Linked DNA regions of Urocitellus parryii: region 1 is linked to region 2. Evidence: chromatin contacts called from public Hi-C data. All regions are on one chromosome and are shown on one strand. Each heading gives the region's core, a stretch centred on a gene start, on an enhancer-like site or on the middle of the called end of the contact. The rest is flanking DNA. Distances are from core to core; before and after follow the strand shown. Region 1 holds the start of Ifrd1 (interferon related developmental regulator 1). Region 2 holds the start of Dock4 (dedicator of cytokinesis 4).

Region 1 (6,278 bases), core at 77-2,576, 220 kb after region 2:
GATAATAATATAGTAAAGACAGGAAGAGGGAAACACAGTATTGGACAGCCAGGTGAAAATGTCCTACAGGTGGTTAAAAAATAAGCGAATGGAGCGCAGGTGAGAGGTGGAGTAGAGAATGAGTCACCTACACTGAAGTGATTCAGAGTTTGGTCTGTCATAAACATAGTATAGGAACCTAATAACAGGCCCTAAATAAAGGGCAAATGTTTAACAAGGAAGACAGAGATCTTAGAAGCACCTCTAGAAAACAAAACAAACCCCACCGAGATTATTGATATTTATAGTTCATGTTTGTTTTACCAGCTGTTAAATTCTCGGAAGCTCTTATCCCAAACTGACCTTCTAACTGGCAGGAAGGACTGTCAAGGGCAAATTCTTATATGGAGATTTGACACCAAATTGCCAGGTATTTTAAGTCTAGAATATGACATATACCCGAAATGACACAACTAAAGTGGACAAAAGCATACTGGACTGGGGTGGGGGGGCGTATGTATGGGAGGAGACGTATTCCTGAACCACAGTTCAAATGTAGGTACTGATGATTGTTAAAATTAATCCAAACACTATCACAGAAAAGTTCTCAAAGAGACAGATGGTTGTGCTTGGGCAGAGATCCCTGCGAAGCAGGGGTAAGGTTAAAGAAAAGAACTAGAGTGGCCAAGAAAGAGTAGCACAAGTGATTGCGTAGCTCCCAGTCTGAAGGCGGCTCTCATTACCAAGCATACTTGCGGGATGGATCACCGGCATGACCACATTAGTTAATACCAACGCAGGCGTGCGCCAAGCACAGGCGGGGTCACACTCAGCGAAGCAAGAAAGCAGAAAAGCCCCTTGGGGGCAGCTGGGCGGAGCCGGAGGCCCCACCCCCGGGCCTACTACATTTCCCTAAATTCCGCGCGGCCGCGAAGACTCTCAGGGCGCGGAACTAAGACTTGCCGCATGGGATTGGGAGTCAGGTTACACGCGCCGCCCAAGTGGACGCTAGTGGGGAGATCTGAAGGGATTGGCTAGTGAGAGTTCGAGTCCCGCCCACATATGGTGACGACAGGCGGTCGTCTGGCTACTTAAGGCGTCGTGGTCTCGCCCGCCCCGCCTTAGCTCCCGCGCTAGAGAGAAACATGTATCGTTTCCGATCACAGCTCTTCACGGGGATTTCTGCTGCCGCCACCGCCCATTTTTACCCCCGCCGCTTCTCGCCTCTGTTGTTAGCCGAAGACTCGCCTCTCAGCCGCCCGCCTCACAGACGTACGAGTAGAAAGTGCAGCTCCATCGGCTGATCCTCGCTAAACTCCGAGTTTAGACGGCACCGGGCGTCCCACGATGCCGAAGAATAAGAAGCGGAACACTCCCCACCGCGGTGGCAGTGGCGGCGGCGGCTCAGGGGCAGCTGCAGCAACGGCAGGTAAGGGGTATCCCCGCCACGGCGTCCTGGTGCCGGCCGGGTTGGCGAGGCTCCCAGCTCGGGGCGAGTGGGAGTTGTAGTTCCGTCTTGCCTTAGGACGTTTGCGTCTCCCAGGCGCGTGGTGTGGCTGGCAAACTACCGTTCCCAGCATTCCCTGGGCGCCGTGCCTCGCGCGATTTGGTTCCGGCGTGCGAATCACACTTCGGGAACCGGCCGCTAGGGCAGGGAGGAAAGGGCCCTTGGGCTTGAGTGTGTGTCTGGATGAAGGTGCTCTGGAGTTGTGTGGGAAAGGAGCTGTCCCCAGAGACTACTGCTAGTTAGCCCTAGATGACCAAGAGCGGGATAGAGGTGGAGTTGCGCCCGTGCTGTCACCGGCCGCCTGTGAATCCCAGCTTCAACATGGAGTTCTTAGGAGTGCCAAACGTCTGGCGGGTTTGGACCCTCTCCTGCGTCACGCGGCCTGGACCTTACGCTATGCGGCCGGGATGACGCAGAGGCGATGACGCAGAGGCGCGCGAGTGGCTTCCATTCTGCTGCGTTCCAGCGCATCCTGCGTGTTTCACCTGGCGGGGCGGAGACGTCGGAGGATGCGGCCACCGCCCCACCTTTGGTTGGGACCTTACTCAGTACTGGCACCTGCAGAAGTCACGCGCCCCTGCCCCACTGCGGCTAGTCGAGGCGACCTCCTATTCCCCCAAGCAGAAACCGCGTTCACCTTTAGTGCTGCATTCTGTGGGTTCTCTGCAGTGAATCAGGTGGCAAGGAACTCAGTTTGCAGTTGGCGAAAAGTTTAGGGTTTGGGGGCCTTTACTGCAAAGTAGAAGCTTTTCCTAATGGGTAGGTGTTAACTGTATTTACTTATAATACGGTTAAGAAAAAATTCCCATCTGAAAGTCAGTCCTACAAGACACCACACTAATCTCAGTTAAAGTAGTCTAAAACTGAACACAGTCATCTCATTTAGTAATTGTTGAAATTATGGAGTTGAATATTGGGATGTCCTCGGAGATCATCCAGCTAATATTAGCCATTGGGTATTTGTTGACACAGTTGCCACTCTTTCTGATCCTCAGAATGATATGCCTTTGATTAAATAGTAAATATACCTTATCTTGTTACAGATTATTGGAAACCTTATGGCAGCCTGAACACTTTTGATCATGTATTATACACTTAATAATTGACATTGGAAATGGATGATTACAAATTCAATCCTTCTTTATGTTGCTATCCTGATTGAAAGCTCTCCATTTTGGTGAAATTTATTCTTCATCAAGTTGCTTTGGGCCAGCTGAGGATACCTCTTATCCTCTGTTTCAGTGTTCCTTATTTGAAATACACATTTCAATTCTGCCTAGAAGACCATAATTTTATTTTTTGTGTGTATTGATGAAATGGAAGTAATGAGAAGCAGCAAGCAAACTGAAGTTTGGAAATTAGTAATAGTGGTCTTTATGAATCACAAACATTCCCTTTTGAAGCTTCCTGGCATACCTCTTTCATTCCTTGTTCAGTACTTAACTGTAGAGGTGTCTGATGGCTGTAGGGGAATTGCCTTTAATATTTTGCCTCAAGGATGACTTGTGACCTGTCGGCCTTATCACAGCCCGCCTTTTTAGCAGAAAAGGTTCATTTAAACACTATTTTAGTATATAAAATACAAACATTTAAAACTCTTAATTTTTAGCACATACTGGCAAATAGAAAGTAATTCTTTGAATAGTCTATAAAATTACATGCTTCCCAAGTTTTTGGATGTTTACATTAGAATTTATTAACTCTGGTTTTCTCTTGTGAGTAGGACTGGGGGAGGGGTGGGTATGAGATTGGCTTTTTTTAACTTGATCTCATGGAATGTTTTGCCTATTTGATAAATATTAAGCAAGTAATAGTTGAGTAGAAGAGGTGGAAATTTCACAAACTTGAAAACCACTTATTAATTTTTAAAATAATATGTAGATGAATGAGATTTAAATGATGTCTCCACTATATAGCCAAATAGATGACCAACTTCTCTTTATCAGTTTAATGAACTTTCCATTGAGACTGGAAATTTCCAAAAAGCTAAGAAAATCTAATACAAGTATGCCCACTTATGGTGATTAAAAAAATATATATATATATAAAATTTTTCTTAGTTGTAGTTAGACACAATACCTTCATTCCATTCATTTATTTTTATGTGGTGCTGAGGATTGAACCCTGGGCCCCTCACGTGCTAGGCTAGCATTCTACTGCTGAGCCACATCCCAGGCCCAACTTGTAGTGATTTAAAGGGAGCAATTTTCAGAAAGGAAAAAAAATAATAATAAATCCTGTGGAAATAAGGACTTTATGTATCTAGAGTGCCACCTCATTAATAGGTGAGTTTGTGAGTTTGTCAAACTCACAAAGTTTGACCCAGATATCAGGCATTCATGCAGGGTTTTTCCCCTTGTTTTTTGTTTGTTTGTTTGTTTTTGTTTTCTTCTCCTAATCCCTCTTTCCCTTGACTTTGGGGAAAAAGGGGAAATGGAAACTGACTATATAGTCAAGAGAAGTTATTGAACTACTCTTAAAAATGGCTGAATATGAAAAATTAAAAATGTAAATTGATTAAAAATGTAAATTGAGTTGTAAAATTAATCAGGTGATGCTCAACTGTTGCCATGATTTCTAGTCATGAAGATAATGAAGATGGATCCAGAAATAGAGTACATTATCATAGATCTTTGTTTACTTCTATTTTAAGCACAGTGATTGTGAAATTTTAGGATCTTGGTTTCATTATTCTTTATGCTTTACTACTTTGGCAATAAGCAAGAAAATTGGAAGGCTACTTGCTATGTTAATTTAAAAATCTGCTAAGTTCTCTGTTTTGATTAAAAAGAAATAATGACATGCCCTATTTAAAAGAAAAATAACTCAGTTTAACTTACAGGATTTAAAAAATAAGGTAGTAAATAATATGAACTTTTTGAATGTAGGGTCTTTGTGATATTTGGTATAGTCTTTGATTTCCCAACTAAGAGAAATAGGGCTTAGGTAAATCAGGTGATTTGAAGGCACTCTTGGGGTAGAATTTGTAGCTCATTCTAGCGCATTCAGTGTTCAGTATAATTTATAACTGAGTAGCCTTTATTCCATCAAATATTTTTAATGGTGCATTGTTACCTATAACAATGGAATTTGTTTTTACTTATGCACACACAATATAATAATATAATTTGGCCAGTAGCTAGTTTTTTTTATTAATATGAAATTCCTAAGTTATCATGAATTTGTTCCATAAGTTGATGATATTGAAAGAAATATTCTAGTTTTTAAAAAAATTTTTTTTGTATTAATAGCATGGATATTTTTAAACTTGAGTATATTGGAACCTTAATTTAACAAGCTTTTATGACATATGAAATAGTAAAGTTTCTATTTGAAGCCTTTTCTCTCCCTCCTTTTAATTCAAATTATCTTTAAAACTACCATACCTTACCTCTAATTTAACATAAAATGTTAAAACTACCTTACCTTACCTCTAATTTAACATAAAATGTAGCCTAAATGTTTGCATATATAGCAACAAAATCATCTTTTTTCTTTTATCTAATAGGTGGCCAGCATCGAAATGTTCAACCTTTTAGTGATGAGGATGCATCAATTGAAACAATGAGCCATTGCAGTGGTTACAGTGATCCTTCCAGTTTTGCTGAAGATGGTATGAATTTTAAATATAATCTTCCAATTTGAGATAAAAAGTTGTTTTAGGTGAAGGAATTCTTATAGCTAAAGTATATTATACTTGTTCCTGTATCTGCTTTTTCCTTTCTTAAAATTACATTGATGGTTTATAATTATTCCTTAGGGCCAGAAGTCCTTGATGAGGAAGGAACTCAGGAAGACTTAGAGTACAAGTTAAAGGGATTAATTGACCTGACCCTGGATAAGAGGTAGGAAATACTAAAAACTCTCCATTCTGGGTGATTCTGATCAGCCACTTATAATTTGGGCAGTTCTGTGATATAGCAATGTTTTTCTGATGCTTTTTTGTTTACTTTGGAGGAATTAATGTTTTTTGTTCCTTTAGCCTATTAATGTGGGTAGAACTTGACGCTAGGATTTAGATCAATTTGAATTGGTCATTATTCTAGCATATATGTAACTGTATTTTGTTACAGTGGAAATAGATTTATTGAATTAAAGTTAATCTTCAATTAGAGATGATAATTAAACTTTGCTTTAAGCTGCCTGTCCACTGATTTTGGTATGGACATGAAAAATATCAAAGCTGTGTTGTTTTCTTTATAGTAGTTGTAGAACTTACTAAGGGATGGAATTGTGTAAAGCCCAGAAGATGCAAACATTGTAGTGTTAAAAATGTAAACTTACTATAATACTGGAGAAATCATACATTGAGACTGAAATATTATTCACTCAGAGTTCTGCCTATCAAACTAAAAAACAGAAAAATGTTCTAATATAAGCAGCTTAAAAATCTTTTATGTATTAAGGTAAGTTATATATGAAAATTACTGAAAAATGTTTAGGACTTGAAGATAATTTAGATTTAAACATTTGTCTAGTGGCAACATTCTCAACTAGATCTTTCTTGTTTTAAATAGTGTGAAGACAAGGCAGGCAGCTCTTGAAGGTATTAAAAATGTACTGGCTTCAAAAATGTTTTATGAATTTATTCTGGAAAGAAGAATGACTTTAACTGATAGCATTGAACGCTGTCTAAAAAAAGGTAATCACCCTTATTTTTGAGTAAGTGGCGCAGAATTAATGATGAATTTGCTGTCTTCTTTGCAATGACATTTGTTAATGACATTAGCAATTCTAGTTTAGTCTTTATGATAGTCAAGGAATATTGCATGCTTGTTATAACTGAGAATGA
Region 2 (6,168 bases), core at 116-2,615:
GTCAAGGGGCGACCCAGCTGATATCAAACAACAAAAACGGGAACTGTAATCCGCCTGAAAAGGGAGGAGGGAAAGGAAGGGAGACTCCTGTATTCATCAGTCAACATTAATGTCCTTTGTTGTTCACCTTTGCACAGAAAAGCGAGCACTACCCTGTTCCTTTTCTCTCAACACCAGTGTCAGCAGAGTCCTTTCCTAAAACCTGTCTCCCTGCCTCGAAGATCCAGGCGTTCTGACCCTCCTCCCCATTATCGCTCTACAGCCATCCTCCACGGCCACCCCCGCTGCGCTTGCCCTGAGTGGAGAAGGTGGTCAGAAGTGAAAACACTGCCGAAATATCGGTTCCCCTCCAAAAACCAAACAGCCGAGAGGCACAGATGTTGAAATTTGCCAATCCCCCGACCCCAAACACACACCCCAAACATCGGGGGGAACGAAGGAGCCTCGGACCGGGCTCGGTCTGTCAGAGCGGGTCTTTAGAGGACTATGCCACATTCCGCACTTCGGGAATGCTAACCCCATCCTGAGGGATTTCTGCGCTTCCCTACTGTTTAGGGACGTTCTCGCCGCGGGATTGTCGTCTCCCTCACCGCCCTGGGAAATCGTTGCGGCCCATTGCCGTCGCTCTGCCGCTTTGGGCAAGAAGGGTATGGAAGGAGAAGAACCCTGTTGGCCTCCTCTTCCAACTTGACACACAATGCGCCCCGTCGCCACTCCAAACTCTGCAGGCAGAGCCCCGAGCGGGCGGGCGGGCCGCGCGCTTCCCCAGCCGTCCCGGCGCTCGGGGTCCGGTTCAGGGCTCGCCAAGCAAGCGGTGGGAAGAGAAACCCCGGCGCGTACCCACTCCGTCCGGAGCTCCCTCCGCAAAGCCCCAAACCCACTGCACGATGCCAGGATTAGGCATTTCCAGCCCGGCGGAGCTGGAGGGGCGCGAGGGCAAGGACGAGAAATGCGCACCAGCTCCGGCCAAAGCCCAATAAAAGTTCGCCCGGCGGAGACTCACCCACGCCGTATTTCTCGTGCTCCGTAGGTATCCACATGGCTAAAGGGGGGCTCCGGGGTTTCCAGGCTTTGTAATCCCCGCGCCCCTCAACCAGCTCACAACAATGCACAGCTCGCGAGTAGCGGCTGCAAGCGCAGGAGCCCGGCAGCCCCGCGCGAGCTGCGGGCGCTGGGCAGGGTCTGTGCTAGCAGCTCTCAAGCCTGGCGTTGACACCGCGCCACCGAGGCTGCGCCGCCCGCCGCTCTCCCGGCAGCAGCTGCTCACAGTCTCCCGACGCGCTCCCGGGGACCCGGCGGCGCAGTCATTGTTCTGATTCACTGAACTAAGCGAACACGCCGGGGCACTCTCGGGCGCACCCCCGCCCGTCAGTGCCTCTACCAGCCCTCTCTTCCCAGGGCCCCCACAGCACGCCGGGAATTGTAGTTCTCTGTCTCTCCATCACGGATGGGGGCGTGGTAGTAGCTGTAAGGGGAGGGGATTAGAGTCCGCTCGCCACATCCTATTGGCCCAGGCCGTGACAGCGCGGCGTAGGCGTGGAGGAAACGGCGCGTGGAGGAGGCGTTCACCTCAAGTCACATTTCTATTGGTACCGGCCCGTCCCTGTCCGGCTCCTCCCGGTGGCCCTCCCTTTTTTGCTAAGCTGAGAAATGGCTGCCCCCAAGACCCAGGGGGCTGTTGCGGGACTGGAGGAACAAGATCTTGAGAGCTGCAGTGGAGTCGCAGGTGTAGACTGTGAAGGTGAGTATGGTGCCCTCAGGTGCAGGCGATTTGTTTTCCTCTCTTCATCCCCCGACTGCAGCTTACTGCCAATAGGACCCTGGGAGCCCTTCAGCTCTGAGACCACCTGGGCGCGAGGAGACCACTGGCAGAACCTATTGGGATGAGGGGCGGGGTCAAATACGGCTATTTGGCAGATCGATCCCGGGAGGGCGTAGAAAACGAGATGAAAAGACATTCCTCGCAATTTGGGAAGCGCTGTGGGCATTTGTCTTCCGGTTTGGAGCTCCCAGCTTTGCACTTGGTCCACTTGGGGGGGGGGAGGGTGTGGACCAGCTCCGATTCGCGCGTGTGTGATTATAATTCTGGGATTAGCAGCTCCTTTTCCTCGCGAGTACTGTTGGATTTGGCCTCCTCCGAGTTGTGTTTTATTTGGTTTGGGAAGGGTTTCCAGTTGCTGACTGGTCACTGCTCTCCACTATATATTAGTTGCCAACTGGATGCCAACTGGACCATATTAGTAATCTGTTGACTGCTCTGTGCATTCTCCCATATTGAATGTGGAGCCTAGGAAATCATCTTGGGACGTGGAAGATTTGCACCTGTGACTTCAGAGAACACTTAAAGAGGGTTATGAAAACCGTCACAGCTACTTGGTCTCTACCCCACTGCTATGTTGACCTCTGACCTACTGGTAGTGACCATGAATCAAACTCTGAAAGCTGCAGGTAGATGATGTATGGGACTCCTTTTAAGTCTTTCCCTGTCCCACCCCTTTTTTTTGCCTTTGTGTATAACTTAATGTAACAGATTGTCTTTCTCTAATGGATATGATTTGGGACTTAAATTTGGTTCTCAGTCTTTGTTGAGGTTTTCTGCCTTCTTTGTTTTTTATCTTCACAGCAAAATTAACATTTAGTATAAAGTTTTTATCTCAACAGCACAGAGATTTAAGTGCAGATTCTTCCCAACTCCCATCGGTGGAATTCTAATTTCAGTACTTATCAATTGATAGGCTTGTGAGTTAAATATAAACTTACCCCACTCCTTTTTCATTGGTTGACCATATGTTCAGCTCTTATCTAATACTAACAGACTATTAGGATTTCCATATTCTTCAAAGTTCCAGAAGGCTGCCAGTTTAAGAAGTAAAGATGGAATCTTTAATCAAATTAAATCTCTGAATTGAGCTCATGGATATGCTTTCCAAAATCATACAATTCTCAAAAATCATTGATTATCTTAAAATTATGAATGTTGCCAGGCCCAAGGGTATATGTCTGTAATCCCAGCAGCTAGAGAGGCTGAGACACAAGGATGGCAAGTTGAACACCAGCAACTTAGCTAAACCCTGTCTCAAAATAAAAAATAAAAAGGACTGGAGATATGACTCAGTGGCTAAGTGCCCCTGGGTTCAATCTCTGGTGCCAAAAAGAAATATATATATTTATAGATGTATATAATTTTTATAAAAATATGTTTCATTTTAAACATTTCAGTTCATTCAGAGGTGTGTGAGGAAAAGTTCTTCCACCATACAGTCTCATTACCAAAGTTATTAGCAGTAACAGTTTGATGCATAGATTTTTTTGACATTTTCTTGTATGACATTTATATGGTTTCAATTTTTAAATAGAAAGGAATAATTTTAGTAAATTCAAAGATCTGCAACTTGCTTCTTTCTCTTGTTATCTATCATAAAACTCTTCCATATCAGTATATTTGTTGTTTCTATTTTTTTTTTTAAGAACTGCACTCAGATTCCATAATATGGATGTTTTATACTTTAACCATTCCCATATTAACAAACATAGAGGTGGCTTTACTTTTTCAGTATTGTTGCAGTGAATATCTTTATATACATAGACCCTTGTCTAGTGGCTATTTATTTTGTCAGGAATTGTTGAATCCAAGGTTACTTTTGAATTTTTAAAATTTTGATAGATGCCAGATTTCCCTCTTAAAAGTTATTCAGCATAATATTCTTGCCAGTAATATACAAATCCTCACTAACTGTGAGGAAATCATTAATCTATGGCTGATATTTAAATGATTATTGGATTGTTGTAACTAAATAGAAAGCTTAATTTTAGGCTTCAATTCGTTCTCATCGGAAGTATTGAATACCAATGAATTTGCAGTGTTGGTAACATAAAAGAATTCCTTACCCTGGTTCAGAACTACCCAGTCTTCTCATTGACTTGTCGCAGTCAATAGGAGAGCTTATTGGTTGGTTTCTATGTCATTCTTATAAGGTAAAGTTTTTATTAAGCTTTCCCCTTAATAATGTATGTGTCATTCTGTGACTTTATCAAAATTCTTTTCAAAGCCAGCAAAGTGTGATGCAAATTTTAAGTGAAATAATTATGTTAGAAGTATATTTATTATTTTGGTTAGTCAGACACTTAGGTTATCAAGTATATCTTTCTCTGTAAAATTGAATATTTTTTTTAATTTCTTGAAAATTGCCACCTTTAAGAGGTTTCCCTCTAGCTCTAATTAAAATCTCAATCTTTATGTTTGATATCCTGGGATAGAGAGACCTAAGAACTTTTTAATAGAAATACTTGCAGTTCTACAAAATTCTTCTAGAATGAGTCGCAGAGTGATGTGTAGACAGATACAGCTGGTAACTTCACTGAGACCATTTTGTTGCCTGGCTTCCTACAGCTTCATCTGTCTCCAGGAAGGGCCCTAAATTGATTGGATCTCAGACCAAGTCTTTTACAACAATGCTTTCCATACATTTGAACAGAATTCGGATTTCATATTGTTCCCCAAATTTTCAGATAATAAATTGATGCTGGGAACTTAGCTGGGGACTTTCCTAGCATGTACAAGGCCCTGGGTTCAATCCCTAGCACCACAAAACAAAAAAATAATAATAATAAATAGGCAAAACATCTCTCACACTTGGGCATACCTTGCTGATATTTGTTCTTTTGCTGTTTCTAGTAAGAAGTCAATAAGAATATATCTATGGTTTAGTATTGACAATAGTTTTAGGAGTATTTTATGACTGGGATGATTTCTTCTGAAATTGTTAACTAGTACCTCTATTTGCAATATTCTGACAAAAATCTTTTCTCTCTCCAAATATATGCCCGATAAATGATGTTTATGGTAATATTTGGATTTATATTGTTTGTCTTTTGGAGGCTTTAATATCTCATTTGTGATGTCTCTGGAAGAAGTGGGGGAGTGTAGCACTTAGAGTCAAATCTGAGCTAAAAACATCTTTGATTTCTGTCTTGCCCTCAGATTCTGAATTCTGTTAGTTACCAAGTCTTACTTTTCTGTACTTGAGCTATATTTTGAATCTGTCCCTTTGCTTCATTTCTACAAGCACTATTCTGTTTCTCACCCTTACCATCACAGCTAACTTAACCTGTGTCCCCTCACCTCTAGGATTATGCTTTTGAGAACCAAACCTTGTTTTGGTTTGCCCAATCCTGTTCTTGGCACATTGTCAATGTTTAATAAATGTTTGATCAGAACAGTATTCTAGTCTGAACAGTAGAAAAACCTTCCCCTTTATCTAAGTCTTAATTTTATCTCCCTTAATCTGTATTCGAAAACAAGTATATTCATGAGTCTTGAAATCTTCATTAACTCAGCAACATTTATAACTAACTCCATATTCTCCGTGTGACATTTCATCTACTTTTCTAGCCTCACCTTCAGTCACCTGCTTCCTTTCCCATATGTCTGTTATCTATTTACCATATCAAAATAGTTATTTGTTGACAACTTTTTCTATTGCACTGGACTGTGAACTTCTTGAAGACAAGAGTTGTTTTATTCTACTTTTATTTATCCAGTGTTTATCATAGGTTCATGTAATAAACATTCCATAACAGCTTAATGTTTATAATCTGTTTGAAATTTATTTAAAGTATTTGGAATGGCAGCTATTTTAAGCAGAGGAATTAAAATAAAAACTAGTAGATATTTTATGCTTGTGAAACATGCATACCAATTAGAAGTACAAAGTATATCAGGAAAACGATTTTCTGTCATAACTAATCATAGTTAGCATTTCCATATAGTTCTTCATTGTTTTTTAAAAGTAAAGTCTTAGTGTTGTTTATATAATGATTGCATTTTTAAAGGATGCTTTAGATCTGGACTTTATAACCTGCAACCCATAAACAAATGACTCAACACATGAAACCTTGAAATCTGTCTTCCATCATCTGTATAGCTGTTACCCAGTTTCTACAGGTTCTCATCCTATTTCCATTTATCAGCATTGTCCATTCTCATATATTTGGCATGACAATGGAAACCAGACTAGACTCTATTTTGGAAAACATATAAATTTCAATTCTGATATTTAATAGCTGCTTAACATAGATTTATTGTATATGCTATCACATTAATGAAAATATATAGTATATATTGTGTACTACATGTTCTACCTTGCAGAATTACTGTGATTATTTTAT

The links. Hi-C and Micro-C count contacts between places; a contact is called where the count stands out from the background.
Region 1: a Hi-C map of muscle shows a contact between it and region 2, with 7 times the contacts expected there. The contact joins the promoter of Ifrd1 here to the promoter of Dock4 in region 2. A contact is called at or near these places in 2 of 2 Hi-C or Micro-C datasets (liver and muscle).

What each region holds. Positions count from the first base shown.
Region 1 is chr3:72,052,856-72,059,133 of mUroPar1.hap1, forward strand. It overlaps Ifrd1 (interferon related developmental regulator 1), which reads left to right and starts at 1,327. Exons shown (of 12, transcript XM_026408732.2): 1 at 1,327-1,408; 2 at 4,995-5,099; 3 at 5,247-5,331; 4 at 6,004-6,128. The coding sequence starts at 1,327. It overlaps LOC144253983, which reads left to right and starts at 1,092. Exons shown (of 1, transcript XM_077796727.1): 1 at 1,092-1,283. The coding sequence starts at 1,125. The coding sequence ends at 1,283.
Region 2 is chr3:71,830,216-71,836,383 of mUroPar1.hap1, forward strand. It overlaps Dock4 (dedicator of cytokinesis 4), which reads right to left and starts at 1,366. Exons shown (of 52, transcript XM_026408408.2): 1 at 1,004-1,366. The coding sequence starts at 1,040. It overlaps Znf277 (zinc finger protein 277), which reads left to right and starts at 1,606. Exons shown (of 12, transcript XM_026408250.2): 1 at 1,606-1,741. The coding sequence starts at 1,651.